Linked DNA regions of Rattus norvegicus: all the other regions are linked to region 2. The links are chromatin contacts, called in public Hi-C maps. All regions are on one chromosome and are shown on one strand. The core of a region is the stretch at or near the end of the contact, and the rest is flanking DNA. Distances in the headings are between cores, read along the strand shown. Region 1 has its middle 34 kb from the start of Ptmal4. Region 2 holds the start of Cenpu (centromere protein U). Region 3 overlaps Irf2 (interferon regulatory factor 2).

Region 1 (2,764 bases), core at 202-2,701, 410 kb before region 2:
AGAAGTGTTTTATTTTCCAAAGTAAATGCCGCAAAGCTTTTGAAGCTAGAGACAAGTGCAAAATTCGTGAGCTTCAGCCTTTTGCCGTATCAGTAACTGCCAGGAGATGTTGGAAGTGTATTTAGAACTTTGAATATGACGCATACGACTTGAGATGTTTACCGGAAGCTAATATGATTGCTGACATGAGAAAGCAAGGAGACATTACAGGACTCCTAGAGCTAGGGAGATACTGTCTGTACTTCCTCACACACAAAAGCAGGGCTCGGTTCTTACTAAACAAGGCCAGAACAGTTTATGATCATAAGAAACCATTAGCAATAATTTTAAGCAGACTGTAGTAGAAGTAACCACCAAGAAAGTGATTCACATAGTCACAAAGTAAAAGTAAGTGTGATAAAGATAATACTTAAAAGAAAAAGCACACATTGACGGAAATCACATCTCAAATCCATTAACCAAAAAAATTTTTTTATTGAAAACACATTTTTTTCATACATTCCGATTACGATCCTGAAAGTTCACAAGATCCAGAAGTAAATGAACATTTGGACAGTAATGAGAACACTCTGACTTGTCTGTGGTCTTGTAAGTAATGTGAGAAGATTAGCTGGTCATTGGGGTCGAGAATTCTCATGGCAGCAGTTCAGCTACAGGAGCAGAAGGGACCTTCAAAACCGTCTTCTCGGAGATAAGACATCAGACATCTGCACGTGGATCTCAAAGTATTTCTTTACACCCTTCTTCCCTTACGTTGGAATGGCATAGCACAGCTGGAACTCACAGCCAGCACAGAAATAAGAATTCTGAGTGTTCTGCCACATACATCGGCCCTAGGTGACCACAGGACAGTCCCCCTGCCCATCTTACAATGAAATAGGGTAGTTCAGTGGTGTTTACAAAGATACTTTTTCCATCCTGTCATCTGAAACCTTAGCAGAAAGGGACTTTCTGTGATGTAGACATGTTTGCTTTCATAGTTTTAATATTCTGTACCATGAATATTTATTATAGGAAACAACTTTGGCTCACAGTCCCTTGTCACTGTCATAGAACATGAATGGTCACTCAAAATCTGCACAAAATACACAATAAGTCAGTGTAATGTGGATAATACTTTTCCTTTAAGAGACAAAATAGATAATCTATTATATTCTGTGTTTGATATTGCCCTGAAAAATTCAAATGAGAACAGGAAATATGCAAATAGACATTTCAATCCAACTTTATCTTTAAAGAGTTTTTAAATCTTTTACTTGTGTTTGTCTGAGATGTCTCCCATAAATCTCCGTTCGAAGACGTGGTTCCTCAGTTGGTTGGAGACATGATCTCGTCACTCGGACCATTGAGATTTTAAATCACTCATGCTGTTGCCAGTGTGTTCTCTGCCTCCTGCTTGTGGTTTGAGATATGAACTCTCAGTTGTTCCTGAGGCCACTCCGTCATGGACTCTAACCCAGTGAACCATGTGCCTGATCAAACACTTTCTGTTACACAGGGTGCCTGGCTTCACTGTGTTTTACCACAGAATGGGAAAGCAGTTATTACCACGGCACGTGTATCCCGTGGGTGTGCAGGTGCCTGCAGAGGTCAGAAGTGGGCATTGGACCTCTTAGGGCTGGAGTTACAGACTGGTGTGAGAGGAAACTCAGGGCCTCTATTGAAGTAGTAAATGCTCTTAACTGCTGAACCATTTCTCCGGCCCCTGTAAGACTTGATTTTAGAAGTCGGTAGGGGCTAGAAGTCACCAGCAACTGATATCACTAATTCTTCTAAACCACTCTGATAATGCTGTCATATGCTTCACCCTGAGACACTACTACGCTGTGACCCACAACTGCCCCGCATGTCTTCTGCCCCATCATTTATTCACCTCTTCAGTGCTCCTTCTAACCTTTGCCTGTAACCCACTGACTTGATTAAGTCCTTCCATCTACTGTTCCTGCCATCTCTAGGCTGTCCTCCCTCTCACCTAATGGCCTTCTGTCTCTTTTACATTTTCTTCGAGACAGATTCTCATGTAGCCCAGGCTGGTCTCCAACTCATTATGTAAGGATTACCTTGAACTCCCAACCCTCTGACCCTCCCAGCCTTTGTCTCCCAAGTACCGGCCTTCACTGCCACATCCATCTTTTCTTCCCTTTCATATTTCATATTTCCTCCACAGGTCTCACTCTCCCGAGAGATTGTGCCAACTCTTCCCTTGCCTAAACATTCAATATCTGTCCTCCTTTACTTTGTCACTCCCTGGTAAGAAGAACCTCTGATTTAGTCCAAGTGGCACATTCATTTCCGCATACTCTGCAGTTGAATGTGGCAGGGGAAACTGGTTTCTTCCACTCTTATAGATTGAAAGAATGGCTACTGTGAAATGGCTATGCTCCGAAGACCACCTACAGACCCAGTGCCATTCTCATCAAAATTCCAATGTCATTTTTCACAAAAAAGGTATTGAAATTCATATGGAAAGAGGTGGAGAGATGGCTCAACAGTTGAGAGCACTGCCTACTCTTCCAGAGGACCCGGGTTCAATTCCCAGTAACCACATGGCAGCTCACAACTGTCTGTAATGCCAAGATCTGATCTTACAACATGCATGGGTAACCCTTTGGGCTTTTTATATGTCTACTCCAGTTCCCGAATGATTACACGGAGGCTCATTTATTTATGTATAAGTGCCTAGGCCTGTCGATGCCCACACCAACACAGCACCGAGAACTGGGCGTAAGCCTGCGAGATTTAAAAAACACACACGCGCGGGTTA
Region 2 (3,105 bases), core at 405-2,904:
TTGATTCTCAGACCCGTACAGCATTTGCTTTGTGATAACCACAGACTGTGATTCTGGGTTCAGAAAGCTCAAGTGACTTCAGGATGGCCCCTGGAGACAGAAGTAGGTGGGAAAACCTGGAGGCATAAACTGCTTAGCCTCAACTCTTTCCATCTGTATCTTGTGTGCACTCCAAAAACAAAGAAATTTCCTTCTGCCTTTGGGCTGGAGTCCTGGAGCAGCTTCCAAAGGAAGGAAATCTCTATAGTAACCATTTATATAATCTCGCTGTATGCACCTGTGTGTTTTAGGAGTGATGGATGAACGGATTTCATAAATTTCAAACTTCAAGATGTTGAAACAAACAACACTGATTTAGCAGATCAAGTTTTAAGCTCCTTTCCCTTGCCCAGCGGTGGTGGCTCATGCCTTTAATCTCAGCACTTGGGAGGCAGAGGCAGGTGATCTCTGAGTTTATGGCCAGCCTGGTACAGCGTGAGCTCCAGGACAACCAGGGTTACACGGAGAAATTTTGTCTCGAACAACCAAAAATTAAAAGCACAAACCAGCATCCCCTGATAAGCTCCTTTGCCCTCTCCCTAAATTTCTTTGTTTTTAAAAGATTTTTATTTATTATATATGAGTACACTGTAGCTGTCTTCAGACACACCAGAAAAGGGCATCAGATCTCATTACAGATGGTTGTGAGCCACCATGTGGTTGCTGGGATTTGAACTCAGGACCTCTAGAAGAGCAGTCGGTGCTCTTAACCACTGAGTCCTTTCTCCAGCCCCCTAAATTTCTTTTTAAATCTTCCTCCCCACTGCTCCCTGAGTGTGGATCCCCACCAACTCTGTCCTGTGGTTAGCTACAAGCACCATCTTCCACAAGTAATCTTCCTACACAAGACCCGCTACGCAGGGGAGACCTTTCTATCCAGATCTCTACCAGGCTTTGGACACCAGACACGCCCAGAAGATCCTTCGCCAGGAGCTGGTCGAACTAATCTTTCGAAGCGGCTTAGTCACCTCTTTTCAGCGCACTTCTCTTTATAATAAAAAGATTCAGGCCGCACCCTGAATATCCTTTTAGGAATTAGGCAAGGCCAGTCCAAGCTCTAAAGAAACGGCTGCTTGGTCCCTCGCTAGAGATTTGGTTTGCATCAGAGACCATGTTTTCTATTATGAAAACAGCTGGGTCTTGGAAATAAAAAGCAATGACGACAGGCCAGAGATGATTAATATTTAATATTTGTCACATGAAGCGACGCTGGTGTCTGAGTTCCTCTACCACACAGCTTGACTCATGGAATTGTATCTCCTCCCCACGGTTCTAGGACCCGGGGCTGGGGGAATCTCTGGAACAGGTCAAGCCTATCCCGAGAGGATTTCGGGGCGGCAGCACTTACCCGGGGTCCCCCGAGTATCTCAAACTTCTCCGAGCCGCCATCCTACCATTCCCAAAACCCGGGATACCAAAACTCGCGCCTAGCCTGCCTTGCTCTGAACAGCCAATCAGAGCCTAGTCTTCTCTATGCTCCGCCTCTTCCGGGGCTGTCCCAGAGAGCCTTCTGGGCGAGAGCAGAATAAAACCTAGGCCTGGATAACACCCTGAAGCGGAGCGGAGTCCAAAGCAACCGGCTTAGCTGCCCCGGCTGTCCCTCCTACCCGATCTCCTGGTCACCGTTCCGGAATTTAGAACTCTCCGGCCTCTAGCGCGGGGAATGACCCCGAGCCGGAGTGGTTATGGGTGGACCCGAGCCAGCCGCCCGCCTATCGGAACTCCTGGGCTTCCGGGTGGCTTGTTAGCTGCTGGCTAACTGTCAAAACCTTCCCATTGCTAAATGGAGAAGCTGATTTTAGCTCCCTGTAGCAGCGGTTGAATGTGACACGCTATTTGTCCTCCATTCCAGGTTCTTTGTAAAGCGGGAAGGTCCCTTCTGGATCCATACTCATGATTTTGTTTTTAAAAATTTCTTGTGATACAAAAAAAAGAGTGAAAATTTGATTTAAAGGGGTCGAAGATTTAAGAGGTAAAACGGGGAAACAGAAGAAAACTGAGTCAAAACGTTGGACTTGGCAATGATTCTTTTTTAAGATTTATGTGTATGAATGTTTTGCATATATTTGCAAAAATGTTATACATTTATATATTATATACATTCATATATACACGTTGTGTGCATACTTGGTCCCTGTGGAGGTCAGAAGACCGCATCAGATACCCGGAAACTGGAGTTACAGATGGTTGTCAGCTTAGGAATGGAACTCAGGGTCTTTGGCAAGAGGCTCCAAATGACTGAGTCATGTCTCCAGCCCCAGCAATGATTTCTTGGTTAACCTAAAGCACAGTGGTGGTAAATGCTAGAGATGGGGTGATGGGAGAGATGGGTGGTTGTGCACAAAGGTGGATGTGTTTAAACACTTAAAAATGCTTAGAATGAAATATGGAAATTTTATGCTAAACATCTTATCACAATAAAAATATGCATGCAATCTAGTCTGGTGATGCATGCCTTTAGTCCCTGCAGAGGCAGAAGCAGGTGGCCTGGTCTACAGAGTGACTTCCAGGATAGCCAGGGCTATACAAACAAGCTGTCCCAAGCAAAGGTTATTTAACACTGTAAAAATAAAAAACACATTACTGAATTAGAACATAAACTATAGTTCCCAGGCTCTCCCATGAACGGTCCTCCCAACCTTAACTAGATTTTTTTATTTGTTTTTAGCATTTTTATGCTTTTCCGTTTTGATACGCTCCTGTGTATAATCATTGTATATTTCTATCTCTATAAATAACTTTTAGCAGGTTTTCTGCAAGTACCCTCACCAAAGCCATAATTTTAAAGTGTTACTTCTGCATGCAGCTACAGTTCATTAAGTAACTATTTGTATCACGTTTGTACTACGGTGCTATGGACACATCAGTTGCTTCCGTTTACTATTCCCAAGAGCACATCTACACACTCTTGTGCACACCTTCCAGGGCACGTGTCTGTGAGTGTCTAGGGACAGTCGGTAGAGATACCACTATGTAAGATGTGGTCCTGGTTTTGTGAACTGTAGACTGTTTCAACTCACCTCTCCCTCAACTCTGCATACTTGATGCATTTTAAAGAGTTTTACT
Region 3 (3,026 bases), core at 218-2,717, 300 kb before region 2:
CCGTTAGGAGCTATGACTTGCTTTTAGCCAACGGAACACATCAACGATGTAACTATTCTCTGAGCATGCTCACATCGTCGTGGAAGACTCAGCCTGTCTTTTATGGGCACTCTCTTGCTTGCCCGCAGTGTTAGGAAGGCCCGCACAGCAAATTTAAGTAAGGGCTGCTTCCAGGTAAAAGCTGGCAAGAAACTGGGAATCTCTGCTCTTCCCCACTTGCAAGGAATTCAGTTCTGGCCAATGCCTCGGGAAGCTACTGGCTCAACAGTTGAATCTCAGATGGGTTGCAGCATTAGCCAAAGCTTGGTGACAGGTTAGCAAGGCTCTGCTGCAAAGGACCCAGCTAAGCCATACCTGGATCCCCAACCCAGAAACTGAGTTTTTACTGTGGGAATATTATGTTTATGGCCATACTGTTCCAGAGCAAGAGATAATATAAACCCGATTGGACCTGCCAGCTATGAGGCACGGAGAGCAGTTCTTAACCACAGTGAGCTACAGTTACCTGTCACCTTCAGTGAGGATTGGAGGATGAGGGACAGAGCGTTTGGGGGTTTTGAAAGGCCCACCACAGAGCTGACATACAGTGCCTGTGATGTGATTGCTTTTTAACACTGAGTTTGCGTGTTGGGCTGGATTCAACAGAGTCTAATTCAGTAACTGGCGATCGCGCATCATCTGTATGTTGTTTTATAAATTAAAAAATAAATGATACTGAACGGGTTTTTTTCCTGATGTTTAACGACATTGCAAAAATTAATGCATAGAGGGTAGAACATCTAAAATTCGCAGACTTTTGTGGGTCATTTTGCCATTTCATTTATTTTGCTGACAAGAGCTGGGCATTTGTGAAGATCTATGACTAGACTCTACTTGGAGCCTGTATATATAGGTCTTGTTCATCCTTACCAGGATCCTAAATCAGAAAACAGCTGCTCTCATCTGGCAATATGTTCTCCTTCATTCAGAGCACAGCCCAGGGACCAGGCTCTCTGCATATAGCAAATTGAAGAACAAAGGGACAAACTGGTCCCCCCCCCCCCCCAGTGCATTTCTGAGACAGGCAGCAAGCACTTCAGATCCAAACGTCTCCTCCAGGAAGGGATTTGCATCAGCCCGAGCCACGGTTCTTCAGAGACTTCAGACAGGCCTGGGAGATTGCCCAGGCTGACCAAAAATCAACTTTTGTCCCTCCACCTCACAATGTTCTGCCCAACACATCCCCATGTAGGGGTCACGAATCCCACTGCAAAGCCCAAGTTTTAGCTAACAGTGATCTGAGCTATGGAGACGCACTGACAATAGGCACCAGAAATGTTTTCAGGCAGAAGTAAACGAAGACCAGAAAAGGAAACTTCTCTCCAAACACAAAAGCCACATCAGTTCGGCCTCCAGAGGAGGCAAGAGAGTCACTTCCAAGAGGAAGGAAAAAAAAATGGGGAACGGAGATGTTGAGAACCTTGCCAAGTGGTGGACTGAGTCAGCAGAGGGTAGAAAACTGAACTGTCCTTTGGATCCCAGAGTCACAAACAGCACAGAGGCTACCTCCCTGCTGGCAAACCGCCAAGAGCTCCTTCCTATTTTCCTGCTTGGTTTTGTTTGTGCTCTGAGGCCTAAGTTTCCCTTCCTTCCACACATACCAGGCACACTCTCATCTTAAAGACTCTCCATAAATTCTAAAGTCTCCCATGCCTTTCCCCTTCAAATAAAAGCAAACACACAAAAGATAGCAGGAGATTCAAAGAAAGAAGCTGTTGACACCAGGGTTCTAGGGTCCCACAAGTCCAACCCACAGTTGTTGGAAGCTTTGGAAGTTAGATGCCAGGTTAAACTCCTCCGTAAGACTTTGAATAGACCTGGAGGGGAATAAGAATGTTAATTTCCTGTAAATACTCAGCATTCAACTAGAGGACTAAAGTTGTGGCTAAGTAAAGGTACACATATTTTGCCCTTGTGTTTTTGGCTGACACAGACGCTGACTGGAGAAAATCATTTCTAAATTAAATTCAATGGTCTGTGTCATGGTTGTGGAAACCCTCCACTTCAGGAATTGGGCATAAGGGTTTGGATCTTAACTGTCCCCCAAAGGCTCAAGTGCTGAATATCTAGTCCCCAGATGACAGAGACACTGGAATGGGTTGGAAACTTTAAGAGGTAAGACCATCACACTCACACCTATGCAGGGGATACGGGGACCCTAGCACTTCCTGTCTTTTCCCCCTTCCCTTCCACCATGGTCTGAGCAGCTTGGCTCCGCCACATAGTCCTGGCCATGCTGTTCTGTTCTGTCACAGTCTCAAAGCTCTTGAAACTGTGAGCTACACCATCTTTAGCTCTTTTAAAGCTGATTGCCTTGCGTGTTTTGTTACAGCACCGTGAGGCGTGCTATGATACCAGTTTCTAACCCTTTTTTGAGAAAGTGGCCTTGAGGGGCCTTCAGCCTAGGGGATGCAGGTGCTCACGTCTGAGGATCCTAAAGCTTGCTCTCAGAGAATGGCGGGTTTTATCACTATTCCTGCACAGTCGGCTCCAAGTCCTCAGTTTTGTTCTCTTGACTTTCATCCACCATGGCCATTTCCGGAATGACTCTTTACATGACAAATGAGCTCGCTGTAGCTGCAGCTTCCAGATCAATATGACTGCCAAAATGTCATCGTGGATTATGTCACTTCCCTCTTTTATTAGTTTGGATACTTTTCAAACTGACTTCCAATACAACGGGATAAAAAGGATGGAAGTTACTTTGCAAGAGTGGTCAGAATAAGCTGAAATATCTACGTATTAGGAGCAGATACAGGAATAATTGATTTAACCTTTCCAGTCTGTTTTCCAACAAGCAGCTAAAGGGAAGAAAGTGATTTGGACTTGGATCAGATAACCCAAGGGCTCTCCCAGAGCAACAGTTCCAGAATCTTGCCACTTCAGCCCTAGTTTTAACATCTGCCTTGGAATACATATTGCCAAACTACCTTGAGAACATCCTCGGGAGGGAGATGATATATTTTATGGAATGCATTATTGCGTTA

Evidence for each region. Hi-C and Micro-C count contacts between places; a contact is called where the count stands out from the background.
Region 1: a contact with region 2 is called in a Hi-C map of liver, with 5 times the contacts expected there. The contact joins the enhancer-like site here to the promoter of Cenpu in region 2. A contact is called at or near these places in 7 of 12 Hi-C or Micro-C datasets (Schwann cells, frontal cortex, kidney and 3 more).
Region 3: a Hi-C map of the A7r5 cell line shows a contact between it and region 2, with 2.5 times the contacts expected there. The contact joins the enhancer-like site here to the promoter of Cenpu in region 2. A contact is called at or near these places in 2 of 12 Hi-C or Micro-C datasets (the A7r5 cell line and Schwann cells).

Annotation. Positions count from the first base shown.
Region 1 is chr16:52,060,505-52,063,268 of GRCr8, forward strand. No RefSeq gene overlaps it. Among named protein-coding and RNA genes, the nearest start is that of Ptmal4, 34 kb to the left of the region's middle. Within about 2 kb of position 1,452, at least 3 of the 93 cell types and tissues checked have an H3K27ac peak or open chromatin away from gene starts, as enhancers often do. A contact at or near this core is called in liver, where this site is marked.
Region 2 is chr16:52,470,008-52,473,112 of GRCr8, forward strand. It overlaps Cenpu (centromere protein U), which reads right to left and starts at 1,655. Exons shown (of 13, transcript NM_001025673.1): 1 at 1,388-1,655. The coding sequence starts at 1,428.
Region 3 is chr16:52,175,029-52,178,054 of GRCr8, forward strand. The region is part of intron 7 of Irf2 (interferon regulatory factor 2); the gene reads right to left. Among named protein-coding and RNA genes, the nearest start is that of Irf2, 110 kb to the right of the region's middle. Within about 2 kb of position 1,468, at least 38 of the 93 cell types and tissues checked have an H3K27ac peak or open chromatin away from gene starts, as enhancers often do. A contact at or near this core is called in the A7r5 cell line and Schwann cells, where this site is marked.